Linked DNA regions of Mus musculus: region 2 is linked to region 1. The links are chromatin contacts, called in public Micro-C maps. All regions are on one chromosome and are shown on one strand. The core of a region is the stretch at or near the end of the contact, and the rest is flanking DNA. Distances in the headings are between cores, read along the strand shown. Region 1 has its middle 55 kb from the start of Rragc. Region 2 has its middle 20 kb from the start of Gm40241.

Region 1 (2,838 bases), core at 39-2,538:
GTGGAGTTGGAGTTCCAGGAGGATATGAGCTATTGAGGTGGATTCTGGGAAGAGAACTAAAATCCTCCGAAAGAACAGCACAGGCTCTTACCTGCTGAGCCATTTCTCCAGACCATCTTCCAAGGCTTTTGGCTTTGATTTGTCTATCCCTCTTTTTCTTCCTCCTCTTCCATTAGGGCTATGGTCCGTTTTGAGGTTTTTGATTTTTTTCCTCATGGTGCTGGGAGCCTTGAGCATGCTAGACAAATGACTACTCTCCCACTTGGTGGCTCCCAGGTTCTTGGGTTAATTCCACGTGAAATGGTGTACAGAGGAGATTTTGGACGTCTCACCATTTGCTGAGATTAGCCCCACGGGATTCTCTTGGCACTGTTGCCAATCAGCTGGTGGTCAGTACAATGGCTTATATTTCTGGAGTCTTGGAACAGTCTTCATCTGTGTGCCTGTCCTGGCTCACCACGCCCTTGAGCACTATAGCCTGATTTGTCCCCCTCCTCACCATGCCCCTTCCCAGGTAACGAGTTAATGGCATGAGCAGGACAACCTGCCTGTCAGAGTTGGTGAGGAGCGCGGATGGTGGATAGAAACTGCCACTCGCTTTGATATCGAGGCAGCAGACAGAACATGCTGGACTCTCTGGGCAACTTAGCTGTTTCGGTAAAGGCCACTCTTTTTCTGGCCTCTCTGTTGGAACTGTCCAGAAACTTTCCTAGAGCCAAGGGCTCTCTTGGGCCTACCTTAGGGGGTCACCATAGCTGCTCTCTGTTGCTCCCTCCTCCGGAGTATCTTCTGGAATGTCAAGACACCCCCCCCGACCCCCGCTAAGTCCAAGACCCTTGTGTGTCCTATTTCCTTGGACATATGAATCCCTGGGGGGGGGGGGGGGAGGAAGAGTAAGGTAAGTAGCTGGACACTAGGGAGTTGAATCCTGTGTGACATGTAGTCTTAGCCTCAACTGTGAAACTGTGAAAGCTGTGGACCAAGGCCTGTTGGGTGGGGAAGTGGGGTCTGGTCTGGTGCCGTAAGGCACCGAGTGCTTCCCTCCCAGATGGCCATGGGCAGGTGGCCATGGGCAGGTCCAGGGGGTAACTTTTTGTCCCTTCTCATCTCTCCAAGTCCGAAGCAGCACGGGCTGGGCAGGAGGAGGCTGGGGACCTCAGGGTCCCAGGGGTGCAGCGGCCTAGTCTGCAGCCCTGTGCTTTGGTGGCCTGGTGGCTCAGGGTGCGGCCAGGGCGGCGCCAGGTTTCTCTGGCTGGAAAATGAGCACAAAAGAACCAATACAGAGGGCTTGCACAATGCTAATGCGACACAGCTCCGGCCACTGTCACGGCGCGGTGCCTCATCATCACTGCCTGGGCCCCGGCCGTGAGCAGCGGGGCGCATGGCGGCTGATGGCGGAGCTGATAGCGCGGGGCTCAGCGGGCTCCTTGCCGCCCCGGAGCCCCAATTCCCATTACAGTTGGAGGGGGCTGGGCGGGGGGAGGGGATGTACTTCTCTGTTAGATTGAAAAAGTGATCGATGCTAGACTAAAAAGTTCACATGGTGCGGTGGCGCACAGAGGGATGAACCAACTGCTTTTTTTCCAGCCCCACCTCCTTCCGAAACCCCAGAGCTAACCCTGCACTCAGACTGGCATGCGACCTTGCATATATCTGAATGCGCATAACGATTTTTTTCCCTCAATCTCTCCTTTCCCAATTGCACTCCTGGTATACAGGCTGGTCTCTCATTTGCTTCGTTTTCATGGAGGAATGTGCCTGGAGCACTTTCTATATGAGCAGGCACAGCCCTGTCTAATTCTTTCCAAATGCCACATAATATTCCACAATACCACGGCGAAATAATTAATTTAACTTCTCTCCAACGACTACTAATTAAATGTTTGCTACACACATGCCCTTTAACTAAGCACCTTACTTGTATTGTCTCATTCAACCCCCAGGAGAGGCTCTAGAAGGCAAGCGGAACAATTTCTTTCTAGAGCAGTGAAGAAACAGGAGCGCATGACTGTGTTTGAGTTAACACAGCTGGCAACCAGGAAAGTCAAGATTCATCTCCCCTGCCCCCTCCCCTGCTCCGGTCCTGCAAAATGTGCCACTCAGGTCTTTGATAGTAAGTTATTTCCATGTCTAGGCAAACTCCTTATTCCCCATGCAAGCTCGCCTGTCTTTTGTGTCCGTGGGATTCTGCAGGTCTCATGCAGGTGGTTCTAACCCAATGATTTTGATCTAAGATTTAGAGAACAGAAACCATCACTATACAAGGTAAGTGATAGTGGGCCCGATTGGACAGGGATGTTCCGTTTCCTCCGCAAATTTACTCCTGCATCTTTCAAGGCATTTTGTATGTGTTCCATGCCACTTTGAATGCGTATACTTTGGGTTTAAAGGCAGGCCTCCAAGGGTTGGAGTTCTGTATGATTCTGTAGCACGCACGAGTGCTCAGAAACTGGCCTCGATGCTGTCCTGCTTTCACCAATTAATAATATATGTGGAGACCGTTCTCTACTGGCATATGTGTGTGCATCACATAATTATATGTATATATGCAATCCTTTTTCTTGTTGTCTTTTAGAGTCAATTCTATATATATATTTTTTATTAAGACATTTAAAAGTTCCAAAGTAAAAATAACAAAATCAAGGATACATTGACTCATTTTTATTTTGTGAGGAAGAAATTTTCCATTTGTCTGTGTAATTACATTTGCTAATTTCTAAAACAATTCCTGGGATTTATATCTATATATGCCTCAGGAACATACAGGGAAGATCATACTGTTCTCTGAATTTCAAATTATGTTTTCTGTTTTATTTCATGAATTTATTATTTTTCTTT
Region 2 (3,063 bases), core at 450-2,949, 100 kb after region 1:
CAGTTCCTCTTACTAAGGCAAGATACATTTTCTTGGCCTTAACTTTAATGCTTGGCCACTTGAGTAGCTTTGGCCAACAACAGGGACAGAATTCATGGAGGTGCTCTTACTTGCACCATGAGAAGATCATGCCCTAGGAAACTTGGCCCATGAAGGAGGACTAAGTGTAACACAGACTCGGGCTGAACCTGTAGTTTGAAGCTGGCCTGCCAAGCCCAGCCTGGATTAGCTGCAACCCACCCCCAACCTGTAGATGAACCTAAATGAACACCTCCAGTGGTCCCTGATGGAGGCTGTGTGTTACTCATCAATAGCTGATTGGGGTGCCTCTGAAGGCTTCTTCTGGTTGCTATGGTTGGACAAATACTCCCCGACTTAGGGTTTTACTGCTGGGAACAGACACCACGGCCAAGGCAAGTCTTATAAAGGACAACATATATCTGAAGCTGGCTTACAGGTTCAGAGGTTCAGTCCATTATCATCAAGGTGGGAGCATGGCAGCATCTAGGTAGGCACAGGGCAGACAACGCTGAGAGTTTTACATCTTCATCTGAAGGTGGCTAGTAAAAGACTGACTTGGAGGCAGCTAGGACAAGGATCTTAAAGCCCACGCCCACAGTGACACATCTCCAAATAGTACCACTCCCTGGGCCAAGCATATTCAAACCATGACACCCCCACCCAAAACAAAATGCATTGATGACTTGGTTGCCACAGTGGCCTTATCAGGAGTGAATAAAGTCTTTAAGTGCTGGGGCCTGGTGGGAGACCCTTACATCCCCGGGGCTTACCCTGAAGGCAGCTAGAGGACCTGGCCTGTGCACTTGGTATTTGCTTTATGGCTCACGTTGTTCTTTTGCTCTACCACAGACTCCAGCCAGATTTGCTGCCCTTGCAAGAGGTTCGAGGCTGCAGGAAGCTCCAGAAAGTTGTCTCTCCTGCCCTCTTTCCCCACTCCCCTCCTCTCCTTCTCTTCCCCTCTTGTCCCTTCCTTCCTTCCTTCCTCTCCCTCCCTCTCCCTCCCTCCCTCTCTGCTCTTTGATTGTGGAGTAAGAGACAGACTGTCACAAGGGAACAAGGGCACCCTGTCACATTTGTACCACACTTGAAACTGACTGAAGAGACTGCTCTACACCCTTTCCTGCTTCCCTCTCTTCTCCTTCCTAGAAGAGCCTTAGGGCTCCCAGTGTTACAGAGTGCAGTCCCCCACCTTGTGTGGGACCCCTTTTCTTGGCTGACACCCAGGCAGAGCATGGCTTCATCACAGAGCATCAGCTGCTTTGGTTCCATTTCATCAACCTTGGGAGCCAAACCATAGTTTTCTTCTAACTGCAAAGCTATAACCCCTGTCTGGTGTCCAGTCATCTAGTCCCTCCTTCTCCACCCCTTTTCTGCAACCCACTCTGACCCTAGACTCTTAACTCTCTACTCCTTTGATAGGAAGGAGTAGAGAGCGTGCTGGAAGAACCACTGTCCAATTAGCCATGGAGAGAATGGGTCTCCCCTAAGCCCAGGAACAGAGTATATCTGTGGTGGGCAACTTAAGGGCAAAGGGTAACTGAAAGAGTCCAGGAAAATATGCAAAACCATGCATTAAATAGGCAAAGGCTCAGCTTCCCTTAGCTCTGAAGTTCAAGCAGAGAAATGTGGGGATTGATATGCTAAAAGGATGCAAAGGGAGAAACTCCTCCTGCAGATCCCTGGGTCAGAGACATTCCCCCAGATGAAGAAAAGGAAGGGAAACCATTTTAACTGGTGTTTCTCAGAGGTAGAGACTGCCTTGACCTTGACATTGGTGTTTGAGAGAAAGAAGGCAGGGCTGGGAGTTGTCTCACACTGCATAGAGATTTGGAAGCAGAGCTGGGCCTGAGACCCCGGTATGCTGGGTCCTGCTTGGGCTTCTCCTTTGCTTAGCAGGGTTTGGGGAACAAGCTAATCCCAGGATAAGGATTCTAAAATTGTATGGCTAGTGTTAATTGTGAACTTGAAAGAATTTAGCATCACATGGGAAATGGGCCTCTAGGCCTGCTCATGGTTCTCTTGATTACGTTAATCACTGTGAAAAGAAGACCCATCAGAACAGTGGGCAGAACCATTCCCTAGGCAGAGAATCCTGGGCTGTATAAATGGAGAGGTGGTACTGAGCACTAGCATGTATGCATTCATTCTTTTGCTTCCTGATTGCAGATGCCATGTGACCAGCTGCTCCCGGTACCTTGCCTTCCCTGCCACAGTGGAATGTGTGATAGGATAAGCCATTTCTCCCTTAGTTGCTTCTGTCAGAATATTTTATCATACCAACATGGAAAGTAACTAAGACAGCACCCCACCCCAACTTAGCCGTCATCTACTCTCTTGATGAAATTCCCTCTCTTCGACTCTATGATTGATCTCATGGCAAGGCTCTACTCCTGGTATCTAAAAGCTTAGGCCTCCACACCAACAGGGCTCCGTATGCTAAGCGTCCTAATGTGGCTGCTGCTATGTTATGCTGTGCTGGTATCTGGGTGGCTGGTCCCTCGTGTTGCGGAGAGAATGTTTAGCCTTATTCTCTCCGGCCCAGCTGGCGTGGTTGGTCATCCCATGCTTCTCCAGCCTTCACTTGCTGCAGAATTTAGGGTCAGAAATCTCTCCATGCATCAGTAGGGAGACGTCATTCTGTATGTCTTTCTTCCATCTGCAACTCTAGCTGTCTTTTATTTATTTCAGTTTATTTTTCATTGTTTGTGTTGATGTGTGTTGTGAGGTCAGAGGTCAATCTCTTTCTTTCTTCCTTCCTTTCTTTCTTTTTTAAAATTTAATTAATTAATTAATTAATTTATTTATTTATTTTGTCTTTTCGAGACAGGGTTTCTCTGTGTAGCCCTGGTTGTCCTGGAACTCACTTTGTAGACCAGGCTGGCCTCAAACTCAGAAAGCTGCCAACCTCTGCCTCCCGAGTGCTGGGATTAACACAGGAAGTGATCCGCCTCAGGTCACCAGCTATTGCTGGAGTTGTGTTGTGGGCTTAATGTTCCTGCCTGGCCACCCATCCCTATGTGGAATGCTAACTAATCGCAAATA

The links. Hi-C and Micro-C count contacts between places; a contact is called where the count stands out from the background.
Region 2: a contact with region 1 is called in a Micro-C map of embryonic stem cells, with 2.0 times the contacts expected there. The contact joins two enhancer-like sites. A contact is called at or near these places in 5 of 484 Hi-C or Micro-C datasets (the G1E-ER4 cell line, the HPC-7 cell line, embryonic stem cells and 1 more), 2 of 115 datasets of contacts at active chromatin or transcription factors (both in embryonic stem cells) and 1 of 9 other capture datasets (embryonic stem cells).

Annotation. Positions count from the first base shown.
Region 1 is chr4:123,971,268-123,974,105 of GRCm38.p6, forward strand. No RefSeq gene overlaps it. Among named protein-coding and RNA genes, the nearest start is that of Rragc, 55 kb to the left of the region's middle. Within about 2 kb of position 1,289, at least 23 of the 459 cell types and tissues checked have an H3K27ac peak or open chromatin away from gene starts, as enhancers often do. A contact at or near this core is called in embryonic stem cells, where this site is marked.
Region 2 is chr4:124,072,107-124,075,169 of GRCm38.p6, forward strand. No RefSeq gene overlaps it. Among named protein-coding and RNA genes, the nearest start is that of Gm40241, 20 kb to the left of the region's middle. Within about 2 kb of position 1,700, at least 4 of the 459 cell types and tissues checked have an H3K27ac peak or open chromatin away from gene starts, as enhancers often do. A contact at or near this core is called in embryonic stem cells, where this site is marked.